Regions from separate parts of the Sus scrofa genome. Here region 2 is linked to region 1. Evidence: chromatin contacts called from public promoter capture Hi-C data. All regions are on one chromosome and are shown on one strand. The core of a region is the stretch at or near the end of the contact, and the rest is flanking DNA. Distances in the headings are between cores, read along the strand shown. Region 1 holds the start of CTSB (cathepsin B). Region 2 holds the start of HMGB2 (high mobility group box 2).

Evidence for each region. Promoter capture Hi-C pulls out the DNA fragments that hold promoters and counts their contacts.
Region 2: a contact with region 1 is called in a promoter capture Hi-C map of fetal liver, with 5 times the contacts expected there. The contact joins the promoter of HMGB2 here to the promoter of CTSB in region 1. A contact is called at or near these places in 1 of 5 promoter capture datasets (fetal liver) and 1 of 2 datasets of contacts at active chromatin or transcription factors (alveolar macrophages).

What each region holds. Positions count from the first base shown.
Region 1 is chr14:15,032,750-15,037,758 of Sscrofa11.1, forward strand. CTSB (cathepsin B) reads right to left here and starts at 2,002. Exons shown (of 10, transcript NM_001097458.1): 1 at 1,928-2,002.
Region 2 is chr14:16,707,556-16,712,564 of Sscrofa11.1, forward strand. It overlaps HMGB2 (high mobility group box 2), which reads left to right and starts at 2,496. Exons shown (of 5, transcript NM_214063.1): 1 at 2,496-2,607; 2 at 2,932-3,112; 3 at 3,222-3,367; 4 at 3,447-3,621; 5 at 4,189-4,728. The coding sequence starts at 2,963. The coding sequence ends at 4,350. It overlaps LOC106507243 (a long non-coding RNA gene), which reads right to left and starts at 1,874. Exons shown (of 4, transcript XR_001303102.2): 1 at 1,308-1,874.

The DNA of each region.
Region 1 (5,009 bases), core at 752-3,251:
GCTCTACACAGGAAGCTAAATGACATCCAAGTGTCCAATCACAATCCTCCTTGACCTACAAGATTTCCATTGCTTTATAGTTTGACCTCCCATGTTTCCAGTACTTTATGTCAAGATAAAAAACAAAAACAAGCAGCAGACACTGAGTCCTTCTCTCCTAAGGACAGGGATATTTAAACACAACCACAACTCATCCCCACATTTAAGAAAACCACCCAAGAGATGTTCCAGGATTCACCTGAAAGTGATCTTCTTTCACTTCTCAACCCAAATGCCCATGGTAACACAAGATCTCTCTTAGCCCTAAACTGTGTGTGACTTCCTACTCCAACTCCCAGGGCTAGTAGCCAGGGAAAGGGCCAGTCTACAAGGAGGACCTCAGTTCAAGCTGGTGAATCAGCAGGAGGCAGGTGTTCCTGGAGCCTAAGGGCTTCTACCCTCACCACCTGACCAGTTCAGAAACAGGGCTGTCCTGACCCAGCATCATGGGAGGTACGTGGAGCCAGGGCTATGTCTGGCCGGCACTGCCCCTGGGCCTGTGAAGCCCCCAGGTAAGGGATCTGCACCTTTCCACTCAGCAGCACCCCAGCTCTGGGACCAATGCCCCCAATAGGTTGGGGCGAATCCTTTCGCCAGATGCCTTCAACTCTTTGAGAAAGTCACACAGAGTGAAGGCAGCCCAGCCCCTGATCTCTACAGAGCTTAAAGGCACTAGGTCACCATCACCAGCGCCAACAGGAAACAATTCTCCATGAAGTTAAGGATGTCAGGGAGAAAAGGAAAGTAGCCTTTACCGAACCAGACATCCTTCTAAGGCTCTTCCTCTTAGGGCTCTGCATCCATAGATTCAACTGAGGTGAACGCCCTTCAGCTGCATTCCCCTCTAGTGGAGACAGCTGAGGATCAGGCTTTCCAAAGGTCTCCCTTTGAACACCCCACCCCCACCCCCGCCCCCGCGTATGAGTTACTGTCCTCCCCACACCAGCCAACCGGCCTCCTCAGTCCCTGGGGACGGGATTGGGGCCCATTACGCAAGCAAATCCAACTCACGTCTACCTGGACAGCCCGCTGACTCCCCAAACTCAGCCACCCTAAGACGCTCCTTCTCCCAGGCTTCCAGGGTCATTAAGTGAGGGAGGAGGCGATGCCCAAGGACTCTGCCCTGCCTTCCCCTCCCCCACAGCACCATGGGCCCAAGCGGATTTCCCTTCCCTAGCAGTCCAGGAACAGAGTCTGCACCCCTCTCCCCTCCACTCCCCCAGGGTCCCGGGCCCTACAGTCTCCTGTCCCCCCCCCCCGCCCCAGTTTCTCCTCCCACCCAAGGATTTAACTCTTCCGGTGGGTCCCACCCTGCCCCACCCAGGGCCAGGTTCCAGCTTCCCAATTTCTGTCTTCTGGGGACCCTGGAACCGTGTGTAGTTGTGCAAACAAGCTGCCCGGGGAAAACCCTTTTGGAAAAAGAAAACATCTAAAGCGGACGCAGGCAAATAATATCCACTCAGCAATTTGCTGAGGAAACTGAGGCCCAGCAGCTCACAAGCGGCTCCCGGGGTGCAGCCGAAAGTCAGTGGGTCGGGGCTGAGCTTTTCCTCGCAGGCTCCTCCCTCGGGCTCCCCCGCAAACTGCCCAGCCCCGCCGTACTGCCCCACCCCACCCCTCACCCCGGCCCGACACCGCGGTCAGGCCGGCCCGGGGTCCGAACACAGCCGGAGCTGGGGTGGGGTCCGGCCGCATGCGTGGGGGTTGTTTTTGCTCTTCTCACCAGAGCCACGACCGGGAGTGCGCGGGGGCCGCCCAGCTCGCCTCTCCGTTTCCGCCGGCCCTGGGACACCGCCGGGGCCCGGCAGAGGTACAAGCCAGCCGGTCTCCCCATCCCTCTGCCCCAGGTCACTTCCGCCGGGGGGGCACCGCATCCGTACGCACTCACCGCGCTCCGCCGCCGCCGCCGCCGAGGGCCTAGGTCTGCAGCCTCCGAGCGCTCGGGCAGGTTCTGACGCCCGAACAGCCAGCCGCCTTAGCTTCCCAGAGCCGCCCCCGCGCTAAGTACCGCACCAGGCCCCGCCCGCGCCCTCCTCCGCCTGACTCGCCACGTGACCAGGGCAGCTGGCGCCGCGCCCCGCCCCCACCGGGTCCCCAGCAGCCTGGGAAGGGCTCAGAACCTTCCTCATCCGCCTGTACCCCTCAGTGCCCCAAGTTCTGCGTTCTGCGAGCGGAAGGGCACGCGAGGTGGGCCTGAGAGGGAGAGGGTCACCCCTCCTGGAGAAATTCCCTGGGGCCGAGGGGGTCTGGGCCCAGCGCAGCAGAGGACACGGATCCCTGCTTGGGACAGCTGTTCCTTATTTCATTCATTCAGAAACCACTGCCACAGATGGGGGTGTCATGACAGCAGGCCTCCCAGAAGAGCCTTAAAAGGCTGTTAGCTTGAATGTGCCTATCAGATGTTCTAGATATGTAAGAATTTTTAAGCGGTAGCTAAAACTAAATATAGAACTACCATATCCAGCAATCCCACTCCTGGGCCTGTATCCAGAAAACCATCCTAAAGATACCATGCACCCCAGTGTTCACTGGAGCACTATTTACAATAGCCAAGACATGGAAGTAACCTGAATGTCTATGAATAGAGGATTGGCTAAAGAAGACATAGTGTGGGAGTTCCCGCTGTGGTGCAGTGGGTTAAGAATCTGACTGCAGTAGCTTGGGTCCTTCTGGAGGTACGGCTTTGATCCCAGCCCAGCACAGTGGGTAAAGGATCCAGGGCTGATGCAGCTGCAGCTCGGATTCAGTCCCTGGCCTGGAACTTACATATACCGCAGATGCAGCTGTGGGCGAAAAAAAGATGTGATACATATATGCAATGGACTATTACTCAGCCATTAAAAAAAAAAAAGAATGAAAAATGCCATTTGCAGCAACATGGATGGGCCTAGAAATGACCATACTAAGTGAAGTCAGAGAAAGAAATATATGAGATCACTAATATGTGGAATCTAATAAAAAATGATACAAAAGAACTTACAAAACAATTTGCTTTGAAAATCTTGAGTCTCTGATTACCAAAGGAGAGGTGGGGGGGGATAAAATAGGAAATTGGGATTGACATATATGCATTACTGTGTATAAAATAGAAAGGTGACAAGGACATACTTTATAGCAGAGGGATATCTACACAATACTGTATAGAGATATATGGGAAAAGAATCTGTGAATTTTTTCTTTTTAGGGCTGCCCTTGCAGCATATGGACATTCCCAGGCTAGCGGTCTAATGGGAGCCGCAGCTGCCCTGCCCACCTATGCCACAGGTTCAAGCTGTGTCCCTGATCCATGCCACAGCTCAAGGCAGAGGCCGGATCCTTAACCCATTGAGTGGGGCCAGGGCTTGGACTCGCATCGTCAAGGATACTGGTCAGGTTCCGTACCACTGAGCCACAACAGGAACTCCTGGGAAAATCTCAAAAGGAATGTATATGTGTATATGTATAACTGATTTACTTTGCTGTATACCTGAAACACAACTTTGGAAGTCAACATACTCCAATACGTTTTTTTAAAGGAGCAGATCAAAAAAATGAAATAAGAAATAGAAAGTTATTTAATTACCACTAATTTCAACAGCTGGTAGGAATTTCTATAGAGAAGGGCCTGAGAGGCAGAAATCTGAAATGGTGGTGCCAGGAGGTCTGTCCTGAAGAAGATGTACACAGCAAGCACACACTGTTGGAGTTTACTTGAGAGTGGGGGCAAGAGGAGTGCCTGTAAAGGGTGATGGAGATGGTTGGGGTGGTGGTGGCTCAAGACCCACCCCACTCCATGAATCCCCAGATGTTTCCAATACTCATGAAAATCTTGCAAGGTAGGTATGATCCTAGTTTTATTCCAGGGGCTCAGGAACGTCTGGCAATTTACCCTGGTGCTCCTGGTAATAAGAAAGCTGTAAGGTCTGGAACTTCCTGGATATCTGCTGCATCCTTGCACATGCCTGGCCATGAGCTGTGACACAGTCCTTGTGCCTGCCAGGACCCTTCAGAGAGCTTTCCAGACACATGTAGTTGCATCTCTTTGATCCCAGTTAAGAATAAGAGTGTGAGGGAGTCCCCACTGTGGCACAACAGGATTGGCAGCGTCTTGGGAGCCCTGGGACGCAGGTTTAATTCTGGGGAACTCCATATGCTTCAGAGTGGCCCAAAAGAAAACAGCAACAACAGCAAAACAAAGAATTCGAGTGAAAGGAAAAAAAGACTCAGAGCCACACAAGGTTGCTACACCCTCAACTGTGTGCAGTTTCCAAGGAACATACAGCAATAGTGGGATGAAGAGACTCCGGATTGCAAGTCAATGTTTTGCCCCTTCACCTCCCACATGACCTCAGTCATTCTTGACTTCCATGACTGTGCTCATTGAGAGGAGGCACAAGTGGAGAGGACACACATAATTGTGATACATCTCTTCCTGTCTCTCTCACCTTTAGAGCACGACAATTGGAGGGCTGAGTGCTTTCCATGCCTTCTCTCAGTCTTATGGAATTCTGGATTCGTGCCATTAAAGAGGTAGAAGTCACTTCACAATAGAACAAACAAACAAACAAACAAAAAAAAACAAGTACTACTAGAGCAGACTTGAACTCTTCCTGGGGTGTCCAGCAGTGCTTCGTGGACAGGGGAACACAATTTTCCTCATTGTTCTCCCTGGCTTATAAGCGCCACAAGGCCAAGGATTTTGCCTTTGGTGGTGTTCCTTCTGCGTCCTCAGTGCAGAGCGGAGCACTTGGCCTGTTCACTGAAAGAATTCATAGATTCAAAAGATTCATAGATTCAAAGAATTCATAGATTCAGTGAACGAAGTGGACTTTGAAGCTTTAGTAGCATTTTTGTCGTAACTGTCCAGATCTGAGGTCAGATAATAGCCCTTTCGGAACTTACAAAAGGGCCTTCTTATCCTGTATATGCAGAAGCCGTTTGCCAGCTGAGCTGGAAAGAGGCCTAGGTATATAACCAAGAGATGAAAATAT
Region 2 (5,009 bases), core at 1,246-3,745, 1.7 Mb after region 1:
CTTGTATCATCTAGGGGGAAAACCCCTGGTGAGATCATTTTACTAGAAAACTAATGACTGAGCAATAATATATAATGTAAGTTTTATTCTATGTAGTTTATTAAATTTGAGTTTATTACATCAAATACTGTTCTGAAATAATTAGGCTCACACTTACTGGTGCTTATAACCAAAGGAATTCCTAGAAACAAGTTATTTATCATTTAAATTTTAATTATAATCTTTTGACCACCTAACAACTGCAAAAATTAAGATATTTCTTCACATCATGATCACATATTCACAGTTACAGAATCATACAACTTAGAGATTATCCACAAACATCATTTTAAATCAATAGAAAGCCTAGAGATGTTATGTGTATTATTCAAAATCTCAGCCCTTGTATTTTAATTCACACATTTTTTTTAATGAAAAGCACAAATTCTTTTCTCTGTATCGTCTTTTAAGAAGATGCTGTATTCTAAAAAAAGTAAATTTGGAAAATTTATTTTAGAACATATGAAATTTCATTTATGACTTCATTGTACATGTCAATGTTACTTTTAGGGAAGTACGGAAGGAAAATGAAGTCTTGGAATGGAGGATAAAAGTAGATTATAGAAATGTCTTCCTGTTCTCTGCTGTGATGAGATAAAGAATGGAAATTGGTATCAGAGGGGTTGGCTCCTTCTGTAGGTTGTTAAGAGAAGGATCTATTCCAGGCCTTTCTCCCTAGCTGGTAGATGGCCATCTTCTCCCCTTGTCTTTTCATATCATGTCTGTCTCTGTGGCCAAACCCACAGTTTTTACGAGGAAATCAATCATATTGGATTAGGGGCTCACCCAGGTATGATCTCACCTTATCTAATTACATGTGCATTGACCCTATTCTCATATAAAATCAGTTACAATTGTGCTATAAAAGCACAGAGAAATCCAAGTTGAAAAAATAAACCATACCATATTATTCAAATAGCAATAGAGATCACTAACGCATTATTTTCCAATTTACTTTTAAATTCAGTGGTATTAGGTACACGCACCACGTCGTGCAACTAACATCCATTTCCGTTTTCAAAAACCTAGTTTTTATCAGTAAATCTAGATAAACAGCTGCTGGAACTGAGGTTCTGCTGAGCATGAGGACTGTATACAAACCAAATAGGAGCACACAGTTTAACAAATGCCAGTGAATTTACGGAGGAAAGAGAGAATATTTAAAATCTGTTGAAACCAACTGTTTCTTAACAAACGGGCCAACAGAAAAAATAACCCTCAAAACTAAATGCAACACAGAGATAGCATGTCAGTCACCATGGTCCTACCCCGGGAAAGGCGGCTTGTGAGCTTTGAAGCGAAAAGTTAAGGTCGCTGGGCCGCGCTCTCACCAGACGCAGAAAGGAAGGTTCTTAACCTGGGCGGGGAGGAGTCTGTGAAGCGCCGCGGCCGCAGTTTGGCGCGTAAATGCTTCAGAGGGCGGGCAGCTTTCAAGGCCTTCCCGGGTGTCTCCGAGGGATCTCCGACACGGAAAAGGTTTTAAAAACGACCGCGTGGCAGAGACAAAACAGTGACCATCGCGGGGACAGCGAAACGGCCTAAGGCGGCGAGGAATGGAGGATGTCGCAGGGATCGGAGTCGGGGCAGCAACCGGGTGGGGATGGGAGGGATAGCCCAGCCCGAGGGTCACCGCCCAGGATCCGGCCCGGATGGAGGGGTGGAGCCAGGGGGATGCTTCCCACCCCTCCCGGCCCCGCCCTGCTCACCCCCGGCTAGACGCCGAGACAAAGTGGGGAATGAGGGGCCAAGTGTGGACTCCACGGGCGATTGGCCCCCGTGGGGGCGGGAACGGCTCCCCCACCCCTCCCAGGGTCTCGCCACCTGTCTTCCTCCGGTCCTACCCCAGCCTCAGCGACCGCCGGCGGGGCTGGTCGTCCGCCGCAGCGCAGGCTCCTCGGCCTCCCCATGTTATTCTCTGGACGGGGCAGGGACCACCACTCCGGGAGCCGGGACTGCGGCCGCTCTGGGGCGGGGGACCGACGGGACGCACCTCCCCGGCTACCTCAGCGTCAGCCAACCGAGCGGTGCCGGCTGGGTAGAGTAGACCCCGCGCTTTGAGACTCAGTATTTTTAAATCTGGCGGGGCTTCCCCGGCGGGCCAACCACGCCCCCCGCCTCCTGCCACAGCCAGTCAGCGCCAGGCCCGCCATTTTTCAAACCCTTTTCCGGCCGCCAATCAGGATCGGGCAGCACATTCCTCCCCCGACCGGTTCTAACGGGTCTGGGAGTTAACGACCCGGGCGACCCACCGAACCTGCTAGGCTGCGGCCGTGGGGACGGGCCTGGCGACACGTCGACCAATCGGAGGCCGCCGGGGCTAGGGGGCGGGGCCTCCTGGAGTTTGAATAATCCCCAGAGCCAATCGGAGCGTCGGGGGCGTGGCCTGCGGACCGGCTCGTCAAGTTGCCGTGGCGCGGAGCAGTCTGCAAAACAAGAGGCGGAGGATTGCGTTAGCGACAAACCAGTTCACGCCGGAGCCGCAGGTAGGCAGCGTCGCGGTCGGACCCGGCCGCTGCGCGGGAGCCTGAGGAGAAGCTACCACCAGGCAAGAGACCCCTCCGGGCCCCGGTGAGTGGCCGGCCGTCCCCCTTCCCTCCCGGACGGCCCGGACGCCGCAGCTGTCGGGGCTGGCCCCGCGGGCGGGATCTGGGTGCGGTCCGGAGGGCCGCGCTGTGGAGGCGGGAAGCCCGGCCGCCCGTTCGGGCGTGTTTTGAACGCGGGGTCCGAGGCGGCAGGTGGGAATGGGGCTCGCGGCGTGGAAGCCAGAGCTTTCCTGTCAGGGCGGAGGGGCCTCGCGGGGCGTCGCGGCCCGGGCCGAGGGGCGGGGGGCCTTTGGGCGGGAAGCTGCCCCGCCCGGCCTCCCGCCAGCGCCCGGCCGCGCTCTCCCGCCAGGTGGACGCGTCGTCGCCGGCGCCGCAGCACCATGGGGAAGGGCGACCCCAACAAGCCGCGGGGCAAGATGTCCTCGTACGCCTTCTTCGTGCAGACCTGCCGGGAGGAGCACAAGAAGAAACACCCCGATTCCTCGGTCAACTTCGCCGAGTTCTCCAAGAAGTGCTCCGAGCGATGGAAGGTGGGCGCGGGCCCCCACCCGGCTCCCGGGCTCCGTGCACGGGCAGGTGGCGGTGACTCGCTTCGGTGTTTATAGTCGTGTGTTTTTCCTGCCCTTTTCATGCCCACAGACTATGTCTGCCAAGGAAAAGTCCAAGTTTGAAGATATGGCAAAAAGTGACAAAGCTCGCTATGACCGGGAGATGAAAAATTACGTCCCTCCCAAGGGTGACAAGAAGGGCAAGAAAAAAGATCCCAATGCTCCCAAAAGGCCTCCGTGAGTTTATTTTAAAACCGACAGAATTACTCCCTTGCTCTTTCATTCAGTGTATTAAACCTCTGTTCCTTCCTTTTAGATCTGCCTTCTTCCTGTTTTGCTCTGAACATCGCCCAAAGATCAAAAGTGAACACCCTGGCTTATCCATTGGGGATACTGCAAAGAAATTGGGTGAAATGTGGTCTGAGCAGTCAGCCAAAGATAAACAACCGTATGAACAGAAAGCAGCTAAGCTAAAGGAAAAATATGAAAAGGTATGTTGTCTTAATTTTTTCCAGGCAAGTTTGAAATAAAGTAGGTATTTTCTAAATGAGTATGATAGAAATAGGTAGAAACTGTACACACATAGTTTGGTTATCAGCTTTGTTTTGAAAAGGTCTAATGAGAATTGTATGCTTAAGCAGCATAAACTAACTGAAACCTTTCTTTTTGGACTGAAACCAATGTTTGTAGCACTGGTAGATTGCTGCATTCAAGACTCCACTTGTAGTATAGGTATGTAGTTAAGAGTGTGGAGGACCAAACAAAAGTATTGTTTTATGTGGATGTATCTAAAAAGAGAAGTTAGGGAAGGAGCTGGCTGTGTGAGGTAAACAGGTAAGGGTAGTGAAAGTACTGATATCAGTGTAATACACCCCCATTATTTTACATCATTAGCTTTCTAAGGCCCAGAGGGAATGCTCTCAAAATCAAATTTTAGACAGTCATCAGGGTTATTGGTCAATGATCTTAGATTGTTTACAACTTAGTGGTTTTCACGGTTGAGTAATGATACCGGATGCTGATTTTATTGCATTTTTTTTTTTTTGACAATATTTCAGGATATTGCTGCATACCGTGCCAAGGGTAAGGGTGAAGCAGGAAAGAAGGGCCCTGGCAGGCCAACAGGCTCTAAGAAGAAGAGTGAACCAGAAGATGAGGAGGAAGAGGAAGAGGAGGAAGAAGATGAAGACGAGGAGGAAGAAGATGAAGATGAGGAATAAATGGCTATCCTGTAATGTTGTGTGTGGAGTGTGTGTGTGTGCTCAGGCAATTATTTTGCTAAGAATGTGAATTCAAGTGCAGCTCAATATTAGCTTCAGTATAAAAACTGTACAGATTTTTGTATAGCTAATAAGATTCTTTGTAGAGAAAATACTTTTTTTAAAAGTGCAGGTTGCAGCTTTTTGAGGGGCTACTACATACAGTTAGATTTTAAAGCTTCTGATGTTGAATGTTTCTAAATATTTAATGGTTTCTTTAATTTCTTGTGTATGGTAACAGCAAACTCGTAGAAATAAGTATCAATAGCAAATTTTGGGTTTTCTAGAATGTTGCATTTTGTTTTTTAAAAAAAATTTTGTAATAAAATTATGTATATTATTTCTATTGTCTTTGTCTTATATGCTTACTTTTTATTTTAAGAAGATGGTCTGGAACCATGTCAACTTTTTAAATCACTCTGCCTAATAGTTCTTAGACATGGTTGACTTAGGAAAATACTTGGTTAAAACATGCCCATTTTATTCATATTTACAGAGTGTTTTTTGAAAATCAGATCTGGAATTTAAAAAACTTGAAAAATTTATGCAGTTTTATAAAATGAGTAAGTTTTGTTCTTGACGTTTACATGTTAACTTATTAACTAATTTGTCTTTTGGGG